Regions from separate parts of the Mus musculus genome. Here region 1 is linked to region 2. The links are chromatin contacts, called in public Hi-C maps. All regions are on one chromosome and are shown on one strand. The core of a region is the stretch at or near the end of the contact, and the rest is flanking DNA. Distances in the headings are between cores, read along the strand shown. Region 1 overlaps Pde4d (phosphodiesterase 4D, cAMP specific). Region 2 has its middle 46 kb from the start of Gm27572.

Region 1 (6,699 bases), core at 3,652-6,151, 660 kb after region 2:
GAGAGGAAGAGAGAGAGGAAGAGAGGAGGGAGGGGACAGGGGACAGGAGAGAGAGAGAGAGAGAGAGGAGGGGAGGGAAGGGGAGGGGAGGAGAGAGGAAGAGAGAGAGGAAGAGAGGAGGGAGGGGACAGGGGACAGGAGAGAGAGAGAGAGAGAGAGAGAGAGAGAGAGAGATTGTGTTCTTTCTAATTTTTGCTTGAGGCATCTGGATTTGGGGGTGGCAGAAGAACCAATGTTAAGATATAAAGTTCTATTGAAACTTGTTAGGTATTTTAAGCCTATGGTTCTATGATTTGACGAAGAAACCAGGGAAAGAAATCTAAGTCTGGGAGATAGCTTAATCTTGTGAAATAGGGTCAGGAAGGTACAAAGACTTCTCCTGTGGAGAGATGGGCTGGGAGACTGCTCATCTCATGGGAAGGAGACACAATCCAACACAGGGATGATCTGGCTGAAACTCTTCTAGAAGCTTCTTTCTCTCTCTACATTCTTGGGGGCTTTTGGGTTTTGTTTTGTTTTTTTGTTTGTTTGTTTGTTTTTGTTTGTTTGTTTGTTTGTTTTGTTTTTGCAAGCAGTAAAAGAAAACATAAAAGCATCATTGCTAGTGTTTTGTTTTTTTTTTAAGGAATTATACCCAGGAAATCATAAAATACAGGGAAAATTGCTTCATCAACCCTTGGCTGCAGCCTACAAATTAGAGAATCACACAGGAAGGCATTAAACAGGGATGTGAGAGATATGAGTTTGATTTTATTAGTCTTAGCTGAGAGATGAACTTTGTTTTGAAAGCTCCAAGAACCTCTGAGGCCCAAGTTGCAAAGCAGTGTAGTAACACAACATAGACCAGTGGAGCATCAGCCAACCATGGAGAGAGTGGGAGGGGCCACAGCTTGACAGCCAGTAAAGGTAGCACACTGTGTTACAAATGTTTGAGTCCTAAAGATGGTGGTCTGTACCTAATTTAAACTACATAGTCCGATTATATATTTAATAAAATGTAACATATTTTTATATATTATATAATTCTATTAGAATGTCACTCTTTTCTTTATTCATTTGTTCCCTTTTTATTTACTTTGGAGTTATCCAGATTGAAAAAAAAAATTCACCCAGGCATGGTGGCACATGCCTTTAATCCAGCACTTGGGAGGCAGAGGCAGGCGAATTTCTGAATTCAAGGCCAGCCTGATCTACAGAGTGAGCTCCAGGACAGCCAGGGCTACACAGAGAAACCCTGTCTCAAAAAAACAAAAACAAACAAACAAACAAACAAAAATTCACTAACAATAGGATGGAAATAAATGGTGCAGTGGTGTAATCAACAAACTTAATTAATACAATTATATATATATATATATATATATATATATATATATATATATATATACACACACACACACAATTAAGCTACCTGTGTTTTAAATGTATTATTAAATTCCTGTATTCATCTTATATGTATGGATATTTTGCCTGCCTTTATGTCTCTTCATGGTGCCTGTAGAGGCCAGAAAAGAGGGTATTGGTGCCCCTAGAACTAGAGTTAAGATGGCTGTAATCCACCATGTGGGTGCTGGGAATTGAACTCGGGTCTAGAGGAAGAGCAGCCAGTATTCTTAACTACACAGTCATCTTACCAGCCCTAGGTACCTAAGTTTTTTGTTTTTGATTTGTTTGTTTGTTTGTTGTTTTGTTTTTGTTTTTCGAGACAGGATTTCTCTGTGTAGTCCTGGCTGTCCTGGAACTCACTCTGTAGACCAGTCTGGCCTTGAACTCATAAATCTGCCTGCCTCTGCCTCCCAAGTGCTGGGATTAAAGGTGTGCGCCACCACTGCCCAGTGGTACCTAAGTTTGTTTTTTTTTTTTTAATATTTTTTATTACGTATTTTCCTCAATTACATTTCCAATGCTATCCCAAAAGTCCCCAATAACCTGCCCCCCACTTCCCTACCCACCCATTCCCTTTTTTTTTTTTTTTTTTTTTTTTTTTTTTTTTTGGCCCTGGAGTTCCCCTGTACTGGGGCATATAAAGTTTGTGTGTCCAATGGGCCTCTCTTTCCAGTGATGGCCGACTAGGCCATCTTTTGATACATATGCAGCTAGAGTCCAGAGCTCCGAGGTACTGGTTAGTTCATAATGTTGTTCCACCTATAGGGTTGCAGATCCCTTTAGCTCCTTGGGAACTTTCTCTAGCTCCTCCATTGGGAGCCCTGTGATCCATCCAATAGCTGACTGTGAGCATCCACTTCTGTGTTTGCTACGACCCAGCATAGCCACAAAAGACAGCTATATCAGGGTCCTTTCAGCAAAATCTTGCTAGTGTATGCAATGGTGTCAGCGTTTGGAAGCTGATTATGGGGTGGATCCCTGGATATGGCAGTCTCTAGATGCTACCTAAGTTTTAAAGTGAGAAAATTTAAGTAAATAAGCGATGGTTGATCCAAAATGGAATTTATCTTTTATAACATCACCGCCTAACTATCTGATATGAGTGTAACCACATAACTTCTTAAATTTTGTACATTTTGTGTTAAATTCCAAATGCTAAAAATTGGATGCTATGCAAAAGAATAAAATTTAAAGATTCTTGGGATATTTATAAATTACTATAAGCTTGTTATGTTATGAGTTTAGCTACCCCTCACTACAATCTCGTATACAAGCTTGAACTTAATATTTCAACAGTAATTTTATACCCCCAAATAAGGTAGTTATGTATATTTTGAGAATTAGATAGCATCACAAGCCTATTGAGATTTTTTTTCTTAACAAAATAAATAAAAATGTTCCATTAAACTCTTTTCTAAAAATTCCTATCAAAGGAGGGAATGAGTTATCCACTGGCACGCCTGAGTGTCAGCTGGACCCATGATGACTTTGTAGGAAACAGAGGAGACCCATCTGAAAGTGGGTGACAGGATTCTGATGGTTTGCTACTCAAATCTGGAATTGCTTGTGACAAGCTACGTCTGATTTTCTTCAGCATTTAGCATCCAGGATTTTCTTTATCTAACCTTCAAGAGTAGGTCAGGAACTGAGAAGAGGGGTCAGGAGCTGGGAGAGGATCCTGTTATCTGAACTGACCTCTCTCTCCTCCTCTCCACAAGCTGCGAGGTGAGCATCCATACACCTAGCACAGGGGATCTTACGAACTGTCACAAGAACACGTGAGAAACAGGAGGAGGCAGAGGGCAGAAATCGACGGTACGCAGGAGAACAAATAAATTCATCTCAACCATTTAAGAAGCAGGAAGGTGAAGACAAGGAAATACAGTTATAACAGAGAAGAAGTTTAAGTATTAGTTGATTGTCAAAACTCATCACCTTCCTCACCATAATTTAGAGTAGGCAGATTGTGTGTGTGTGTGTGTGTGTGTGTGTGTGTGTGTGTGTGTGTGAAAGAGAGAGAGATACAGAGACAGACAGACAGACAGACAGAGACAATATATGTGTGTGCAAAAGAGAGATATACAGAGACAGAGACAGACAGACAGACAGAAAGTCAGACAGAGACAATGTGTGTGTGTGTGTGTGTGTGTGTGTGTGTGTGTGTGTGTGTGTGTGTGTGTGTGTGTGACAGGCCATGACTGTTCAAGGTCAAATGACTAGTGGAGGTATAACTCCTCTGGAAACAACTCCTTGTGTTCTACAAGCAGCGCTTGTAGAGATGAATGCAGAGATGCTGATGATAATTCCACAGTCTTTCCAAAGCACCCCTGTAATCTCCATGCAAAATGCCTCATAGAGAGAAGAATGTATTCTACTGCCCTTCTAATTTGAATCATCTGCCTCAGAACTTTCTCACTCCTTGTCCTGCTGCCGTCTGTACTCACGCCCTTAATTTCATAACTTCATTGGCCAAAGGCATTAGGTTCCCTGAAAGCCAAGGGAATATTGGACCACCTGATGTGGGTGCTGAGAACTGAGCTCACATCCTCTGCAAATGTGGGGTGTGCTCTTGACCACTGAACATCTCTGTAGACCTGCTTCTAGACATCCTAGTACTCCACATTTCATATTTTAGTTCCCTTTCTCCTTTAGATTTTTATTTGACTCACCATGAAATCATGAGTGAGAAAGATTTTGTACAGTCATGCCTGGTGCCTACCATCAAATTTTCCCCAAAGAAATTATGAGTAGACCACCTGATTTCCAGAAAACAATACTAAAAACAAGAACTCGGCTAACACTGGAATCACACCCTTGTTTGTGAGTCACAGGCCTATTGACACACAGTATGGGAAGTGTGTGATCTTGATGACGATTTTAGAGTGAGGTTTTCAGGGAGAATGAGAGAAGAAAAACCAAAGTCCATGTAAACTAGCTCCGGGGCCCTTGGGAAGGAAGCACAGGTAAACCTCTCAGCCGGATGCCTGGCAGCCACTTCTGACCACACGTGCATGGAGAAGCAGCAGCAATCAGAAAGAAGCCACATGCATGAGTGCTGGTTTAAGAGAGCTGCAGCCTGGCATGGGTAACATGACAGCACTCTGCTTTATCCATGAAAGTAAGACAGAGATGGAAACATTTGTCAGAGTTGTTTTCTCTTTCTCCTCAGAATACTCAAACTGCTCGTAATATATTATTTATAGATTTATCAATGTGTAGCAAGGGAAGATCCACAGGAGTAGTATCACAGAAACCAGCCCTTTCCCCAGTATCCAGGCAGTGGAGCCCCATAGCAAACTGCCAGGGGTCCTCACATCTTCCCCCTGGTCGGTTCTTGTCAGTTTTACTTCACTCATTTCCCTTCTTCCTTTTCTCTTTCCTCTCCATCATCTCTTCCCCCAACCCCAGTGACATCTAGCGAATGGCTGCATCCTGCTAGCAGCTGTTGGTGTTAGGAAGGTAACCTCCAGGTGACCCGAGAGCCAGGACAGTATCCGTGAGGTCACTGCTGCTCTGCTACTCAGAGGCAGGAAGAGTTAATCCAATCAGGAAAGAGCCTTTGTCACCACGGGTCGGTCGGAGGGGAGGCAGTTCATAGCGTGGAAGCTTTGGTCGGTGATGGAGCACTGAAACAGGAGCTAAGTTTATGCCTCAGGGACATTCCTAACCAAGAAGCTCAGGGAGAGTGCCACCACTCACATTTCTAGCATCCTGTCTGTGGCTTTCCGGTGACCATAGTAGTAGGGTGCTCACGATGGTAGCAATGATAACGTAGGCTTCATTCCTCTAATAACTGCCCTGAGCACTGTTTCAGGCAGTGACATGCATGCTTTACATAGATTACCTCATTTAAGCCTATCAGCAACCAGCAAGGCCGCTCTTTTTCACAAGAGAGAATGTTGGGATAGCAGGCTTCCCGAAGCTCACACAGTAATCATGTCACACATTTCCTCCCCACAATGGAGACTTCATTTCCCTATGTGCTCAAGTGGAGCAGCCTGCCCAGTGCCCTTGAAGGCAAGGGAATACTGGGACAACCTGACTGTTAAGTATTCTTAAGTCTGAGACGGAAGCATGCCCCCTGAACAGATGTCAGCTCAGCATCTCTCCTTGAAAGGGTCACTCTGGCCACCCTGGGTCACCTTGGCCACCCTCTGCATCTCTCTGCCCTTTATGCTTCCGACTTTTTCTTCAGATCATGAATCGCTACTAGACTATGTTATGCGTCTTCCGGCTGTCAGAAGAAAACAGCACAAACTGTGTACACATTCAGCTGCAGACATCTATTCACATTCCAGGAGGTTGGCAAGTCCAAGATCCATGCCAGCATGGCTGTGATCTGATGAGGGTTCCCTTCCTGACTAGTGGAGAGCTACCTTCTTATTGCTTCCATACATGAACTGTGCATGTGTGTGTGTGTGTGTATATGTGTGTGTGTGTGTGTGTGTGTGTGTGTGTGTGTGTGTGTGTGTGTCCTGGCAAATGAATACCCCACCCTTATGACCTCATTGAAACTCCATCACGAATGGTTCTGGTGACAGAGAAGGGAACGTATTCGAACCCATGATAGATCTTGACTCGCAGCCCTGTGTAGAAAGGGCATCCTAGGGTCTCTTCCCTGTCTCCCCCCAGGACAGAGCCTATTTAGGGTAAATGCAAGTGGAAGTACAGGCTGCCGTGTTGTAAAATAGCATCACCAATAGCCAACATCAACACTAATATTCCCAAGAAGAGCAGAAGAATTAGGATTTCTGTTTGTAACATTGGATAAAATGATCAATGCTTCTATCAACATCTATTTATTACTTTTTAAAATCTATTTATTTATTTATTATTTTTAGTTTTTAACGATGAAGTCTCCCAGTATGGCCTTGGTTGGCTGTCTTGGAATTCGTTATGTAGACCACGCAGGCCTCAGACTCAGAGAGGTCCGCCTACCTCTACCTCCTAAGCACTGAGATGACAGAAATGTCTTGCCACACCTGGCTAGATGTCTGCTGTCATGTTAACTGCCTCGTTCACATGGCTATTAGTGGGATGGTGGCTTGAACCTTCTCTGCCTTTTCTCCGTCACTTTTTTCTCCAAGAAATGAGCACAAAGAGAATTCTTATGAGTGGATTAACAATGCTACACACAAAGAGGCTTACATATAATAAATAAATAAATCTTAAAAAAAAAAAAAAAAAAAGAATGCTCTTGAAGAATTCAGCCTCAAGTATAGGGGCTGGTGAGATGGCTCAGTGGGTAAGAGCACCCGACTGCTCTTCCGAAGGTCTGGAGTTCAAATCCCAGCAACCACATGGTGGCTCACA
Region 2 (6,892 bases), core at 1,532-4,031:
AGTGAGCATGCCATGATGTTTAAACCCTTTGTCAGTTTATGTCATTGGGATTTTTATTCATTGGACTTCATCAGTGTGACAATACGCAGGAAAGTTAAGTCAAAAGAGGACAGATTTACTTTGGCTCATGGTTTCAGTTTATGGTTACTTTGATCAGTGTTTCCAAGCATGTGGTGGGGCTGAAAGCAAGCATTTTACCTCATGACAGCAGTGGGCAGAAGCTCAGGACAAGATGTTCCAAGAACATGCTCCCTAGGGACTTTTACCTCGCTCCATCTCAACTCTGAAATTCACCACCAGTTCTCAATAATGTTATCGGATTATGAATCCACCATAGACTTAACTTGTTCACTATGTCAGAGTCCTCATGATCTGATCGCTTCTCAAAGATTGGATCCATCAGCTGGGGACATGGTTATCAAAAGCCAGTGCACCCCCTTTTGGGGGGAGGAAGGGATTTAGTATTTCAACCATAGCTGCTTGTATGAAGAGCTATGATTTTCTCGTTCAAGTAGGTAGTTTAGTACGTGACTGCCCACGATTAGTAGAGTAAATAGAATCCTGCAGATGCTCACATTATTGATCATTTGTAGCCAATAAAACTTGCATCAACCCAAACTCCTTGGGGATGATTAATTATCTACAAGTAAAATACTCTGTGCTTTCAAACTTCACAGAAAGTCTGCCTTTATTTCATTGCAGCAAGGGGCTCAATTGAGCAGAACTACCATCTAGATATTCTGGTTTGCAGTGGCCACAGAATAAGGAAGGGTGCATTTATATTGCAGAATAAATATCAGAGGGGTCCAGGTGTGTGTTTCTACTCATGATTTTTATGTAAATCTCATGGCCACATCACTTCTTCCACTACTGGAAACTCCCCTTCTTAATAATTTCTTCCTACCGACTGTAGCCTTCCACAAGAGCCTGAAGCCAGACTCGATGCAGTCCAGATATACTTTAACTCTCTTTTATCAAAGCTAAAGAGAACATTTCTTGGAAACTGTGCTGAGTTCTGCATCTTGAAAGAACACCAACTGTGGAAATTTTAATGCGTAATGAAGCCCAGGGAGTAATGGGCTTCATTCCAAAACGCTGCGAGTAGTTACAGTTTAAGCAGGCAAACATGACACACATTCTTAACTATTTTCCAAAATGAAACTGCTTTAGAAGAGAGGTTATTTGAAAAGAAAAGAAATGTCCAGTAGTGACCAGACAGTCCTACAACTCTTCCCCAAGAGGCTTGATGCACAGCCAATGTACAGTTAAATAGTTTAGCAGAATAAACAAGTGGGTTGTCCTGAGAGGTTCTAAGCAGGGAATTCTTTTTCATGGATACTCACAGCATTTGTAACCACTGCTGAATCACACAGTTCATTCCCATTTGATGTGTTATTTTTCTAATAAAATGAGGGTTGTAGTTATCTAAGATATGGTTACTTAACCTCTTATTGAAATTAATTCTTGATGCATGTTCAAAGCTTAAGAGCTTTCACAGGTCACATTTTATTCCTCTTTCCGTCTTTTGTTTTATGATGTAGGATCTTCAAGCACCAAATGACTCTTTATAATATAGCTGCTGGCCAGGCATGATGGCACATGCGTTTCATTCTAGTACTTGGGAGGCAGAAGCAGGCAAATCTCTGTGTATTTGAGGCCAATCTGGTCTATATAACACATTCTAGATCAGCAAAGGTTACTCAATGAGACCCTACCATAAAGAAAGGAAGTCTTTATTACTCTATCTGCCCCTGCTCTTACTCTAACAGTGTTATACTTCCTCTTGATCTAATTTTTCTACGATAAAAACACCATTGTCTAAACTGTTGTTATCTATGGTCTAGTAAACCAGAAGAGAAAATAATTGTTGTACTTTGTAAGTCTTTACAGAGAACTTAAGGCTAACATTTTATTGTACTAATATTTTGATTTTTTCCATTATGAAATATAAACAAAACACCCGTAGTTATTGTTGGCTTGCAAAAGATGCATGTAAACAATTATTTTTGTGTTGCATTGTTATTAGACCTCTTTTTTAATCACATAAAAATTCTCTTTTTTTTATCACATAAAATTTTTCTGCTTGAATTTGTACAAGTAGTACTTAAAAGCCTATATTCAGGGGATGAGATACAAAAGTATGAATGTGAAACGTCCCCACAGACCTTTGTGTTGAACAGTTGGTCCCAAGGTGGCGTTATATTTGGAGATTATGGGTCTAGGTACCTGGGAGATGTAGGGATGTATGGGTGATTCTAGTGCATTCTGGATGAAGTCTCTACTTCCAGATCTACGAGAATGTGGGAGGTCACATTGAAAGCTCCTGCCACAACCAACGGAGTCTCAGGCAGCTTGTTTTCATTGTCGTGAACACATGGTCCCAAGGAAAGCTTCCTTCAAGTTGCTTCCATTTTATATTTTGTCCATGCAATAAGAAAAGTAAGTAATTCAGAAAATTGATACTCTAGTGTGGGGTTGTTGTTATAGTAAACCTGATCATGAGTTTTAGGTGTGTAAACCTGGTTGGCTGGAAGAATATGGAAGAGTTTGAAGCATACTAGATGTGAGAATGATGTGGTCATGGGGACTTGAACTTCTTTCTAGTTTTACGTAGTCAATCCAGACCTCACTGGGCTTGTTACAGATATGTTACTTTCCTGCTGATTATCTATCACAGCACAGCTTTGTGACAGCTGATGCACAGGATTAAATAATAACATTCAGACACTAATCAAAGGCTGCCACTTGTTGTGAAACCCATAAATCCGAAGGAAGACTACCGAGCATTGTACATGTTAATCATGAGAAGCAGCTTTGTGGTTCCCCACACAAAGGGGGAGGGAGTGAAACTGGATAAGACAATTTCCAAAGCAGAGGCATGATTACAATCTCTGCCCCCAAACTGTAGTGTCTCTTCTCTTTAAATGCTTTTTTCTGATTAGCACCCTGACTCTGTTGGGTGTTTGGTTTTCTCTCTTCATTCTTCTCTCTCCTCCCATCTCTCTCAGCTTTTTGTCTTTCCCATGTCCATCTTTCTTCATGTCTGTGTTCATTGTAGTTTTCTAACTTTATATCTACCAAGAGAAAGATTGACTCATTTTTTAGATGACAAGTGTATCTAAGTGTAAATTCATATTTAAAAAAGCCAAATATCTAAGTGTAAATTCATATTTAAAAAAGCCAAAGTTTCAGTTAGTTTCAGCCTTGTTAGGACCATAGAAAGTGACTGATCATGTAGCAGGGTGCTTCTCATTTGAGTCTGAGATGATAGATCAAGATAGATCCAGTAATGACATATCCTGCCCAGTGCCATGACCAGCCTTCGTATTTTTGACTTCCTGTCCAATTTTCTTTGCCCTCAGAATAGCTTCCAAATAACTGTAGATAAAAATAATAAGCTGCCATGAGTTCTAGGAAGAGCAGGGGAGAAAAATAAAATGTTGCAAATGTCCTGATAAGCCATTTTCTCAGAAGATCAGCATACACATTTCTAGTAAAGAATCTATATAAGAAGTTCAGAAAAGTTATTGTAGGAAACATTCGTTGTACATATGTGGAGAGGATAGAAGCCCATAAATTAACCTACATAGAAGAGGAGGGTTTATGGATTTTACAGTAGGAAATAGAATTTTGAAAAAAGAATAATAGAAGTAATCTTTCCCCTCATCTTTACTTATTTTGAAATTTATAGAAACATGCATAACAAGCCTATTTTATTTGATTAATTAAGATTAATATGCTGTCATTTACTTAGGCTAATATACACTTAAAACTCCAGGGGAAGCCAGTTGTAATTTTATTCTCGAAGATCTCTTTTTATCATTATTTACAGCTAACAAGACATTTATGTTCTCCTCTTGGTTCGGCGTGGTGAGGCATTTTTGGCAACATTTTCCTAACTTGAAATCCTCATGTGTGTGGAAATCTAGTTAGGGAAATGACTATGTAAATAACCACTCCTGAGAGTATAATCTCTCCTTTGTGACATAAATTAGATATCTATTCACATCTGTGGAATAATTCTCAGCTTTGCAATTAAATCCTCTGATGTGCCCGAGCAAACATGCCAGTCTCTTCCTAGTCTAGGAGAATTTAGCATTTAGTCAACTTTCTGCTTGAAGAGACAAGCTATATGTGGTTTAGAACAGATGCTTCAATTTCTCCCGATTTGGCTGTAACAGGACTGAGCTTCAGGGAGATGGATCATTAAACAGCAAAGGTAAGAGACACCTCACCATGCACGGTTAGAGTGTTACTGCAAAAAAGAAAATGTGACTTTGAATCTTAAGGGTAGTTTGAGAGTGTCCATGTCTAATAAAGTGATAGTTCTTCCCTTCTCCTTTTCATCTAAAGGTTATTGGTTATTGGAAATCGCCTCTCTTACAGAGTAAAGACAATGTTTTATTCATGAAATTTGGCTCTTTCTTGTGGATTTTGGGGATACGTATAGTTAAAGTAAAACATAGCAAGGTTACTTTAAATCCACTTTTTTTAATGTTGATTTTTCTCACCTTTAGCTATCATGCTTTGTTTTTCTCAGATCTGTTTAAAATCTGGAATACTTCCAAGAGTGATTATTAAAATGTTCACAAATCTTTTTCTTTCATGATGTATCTGTTGCCTCTGGAATTATATGGATACATGACTTTTCTCTTTAACCAAATTTATAGTAGTTATTACATATGCTTTTTAATGTGATAGAAATTTAGTGTGTAAATGTTTCTTTCATACCAAAATTTAAACTCCCCAATGACAAGGTCAGTCTCCTTTACCTAGGCTTTTCTTTTGGTTGTTGGGATAATTGAGGAGTCAGGGAATGTAGAGAAAATATGTACTGCTCTCCAAGGATGAGAAAATATGTATCTGCCTGTTGCTGGCTAGTGGATTGGCTGACCACACACATCCACGGATGCAGAGAAAAGGCTCTGCAGTTGGTTCTTGGAGTATGGATGCAGTGTAATCAAGGATCCAAGGATCTGTGCTTAGCCTCTTCTTTTTTTTTTTTTTTCTGGTTTGGTTGAAAATATTACTCAGTGTGATTGATTGCATTGAAGATGAGAGGGCACTTAGTTAATTAAGAAGAAGAGAATTCTGGGCTTTTGAACAAGCAGTATTTTTTTTCCTTAGGTATGTATAAAAGCCCAGGAACTGAGTATTCATCATTACATCACATCCATATTTTGAGGTTATTTCTTCTTCTTTCTCAATTAATGCTTGTTAACCTTTTAAAGAGAAGGAATAAGAAACACAACTATGATTTTTACTGTTGAACTTTATAATGCAAATGATTATTTAAACTCTCTTTTGGCTTTAATGGATACTCTTCCCAAACTCTGTTTGGTTACCTTTCTAGGCTTTGGATATTGTTTAGAGGAATTCCTGGTAATTGTAAACTGTGTTTTACCATAATGCCAGTTCCATCTTGCTTTGGTGCAACATTAATTTCATCAAGCAAAACATCATGTATGTTTCTTGGTCAGTAATATTAGGGGAAGGATACTCAAACTAGACATCAAATGCTAGCAAATAAAGACCCAGTATTAGGAGTAAATTACCTCTTTTTGAGTTATTGGATACCAGGTTCCCAGAGACTCCCAAACATTTCTCTTGATTATCCTCCACAACACTTCTCTCTCTTTCTCTCTCTCTCTCTCTCTCTCTCTCTCTCTCTCTCTCTCTCTCCCTCTCCCTCTTCCTCTCCCTCCCCTCCCCCTCCCCCCCTCTCTCTCCTTCTCTCTCTCTCTCTCTCTCTCTCTCTCTCTCTCTCTCTCTCTCACACACACACACACACACACACACACACACACACACACGGTATTTCCTAACTATGAACTCTTTTTTTCTATATATTATTTATATGTATGTTTTCAGGGCAGATCACTTGGCACTAGACAACCAATTGGTGTGCTCCTCCCTGGGAAAGAGCACCTCTCCTCTCCCAGCTATCCTTCGTTGTCTATTGCAGCATCATGGCCTAGTGGGCTTCCTCCCATCTGGTTTGGCATGTCCATTCATGTCATCATTGTTCAGCTCTCATTTGAGAGATCATGTTAGAAAGACTTTACCGGTGTAGCTTCTGAAGTTACTAGAAGGCATAATTTCACAGCAAATAAGACACCACATCCTTGAGTCAAATAGAGAAGTCAGGTGGGGCCCGGAAGCTTTATCTCTATTGGTTGACATTCATAGTGGTGGAAGTTACTGGAGGATGAAAGGAATCTTCCATCTTCATCAGCTGCTAACCTTATGAGATACAGTGATGACCGTCTTGGCAAGACATATGCACTAGTGCAACAGTGACAGAACACTATGAGAGTGACTCCTCTCTGATTGGGTGTAAGGCCTGTTCCATGAGATGGAATTCATGCCTTCTACTGTCAATGAGGCCAAGAACTTCATTGGCCTTAGAGAAAAACCTACAGTAGTTTAATAAATGGACATACCAATAAAATGACTCACAATGAATTATTGCTATACACAGAAATCCGTGTGTCTCTCCGCCCTCATCAGAGAAGCTTCTCATAGTACATGAGAATTAACATAAGAAGTCAAAATTGCTTCACATGCAGAGAATAAGAGACTGTGGAATGCTTAGTTTTAAATAGAATGTCTTTATCACATCCTTCGTGACAAGCTCAGGGATCTTCAAGAAAGAGAGAACGTAAGAGCTACAGTTGGTAGATAACTGCAAGGAAACAGTCCTCTGGACACAGTAGGGTCGTTGCATAAATAAACTAATGATCATTGTGACAGCATCCACAAGACTTGTGAAAGGTCAAGCTAGACAGAAATCCTACCATGAGGGAGGCAGGAAAGCATGAAGTCCCATCCATGGGCAAGGAGCTATTGGTATTTAATAACTACTGGGAGAACAAGAGTTAATTTAAGAGTG

What was found. A called contact is a pair of places that touch in the nucleus more often than the background predicts.
Region 1: a contact with region 2 is called in a Hi-C map of the HPC-7 cell line, with 3 times the contacts expected there. The contact joins two enhancer-like sites. A contact is called at or near these places in 9 of 484 Hi-C or Micro-C datasets (the HPC-7 cell line, bone marrow-derived macrophages, cerebral cortex and 6 more) and 2 of 115 datasets of contacts at active chromatin or transcription factors (bone marrow-derived macrophages and embryonic fibroblasts).

The regions. Positions count from the first base shown.
Region 1 is chr13:109,200,645-109,207,343 of GRCm38.p6, forward strand. All of the region lies in intron 3 of Pde4d (phosphodiesterase 4D, cAMP specific), which reads left to right. Among named protein-coding and RNA genes, the nearest start is that of Mir582, 120 kb to the right of the region's middle. Within about 2 kb of position 4,902, at least 5 of the 459 cell types and tissues checked have an H3K27ac peak or open chromatin away from gene starts, as enhancers often do. A contact at or near this core is called in the HPC-7 cell line, where this site is marked.
Region 2 is chr13:108,541,535-108,548,426 of GRCm38.p6, forward strand. No RefSeq gene overlaps it. Among named protein-coding and RNA genes, the nearest start is that of Gm27572, 46 kb to the left of the region's middle. Within about 2 kb of position 2,782, at least 2 of the 459 cell types and tissues checked have an H3K27ac peak or open chromatin away from gene starts, as enhancers often do. A contact at or near this core is called in the HPC-7 cell line, where this site is marked.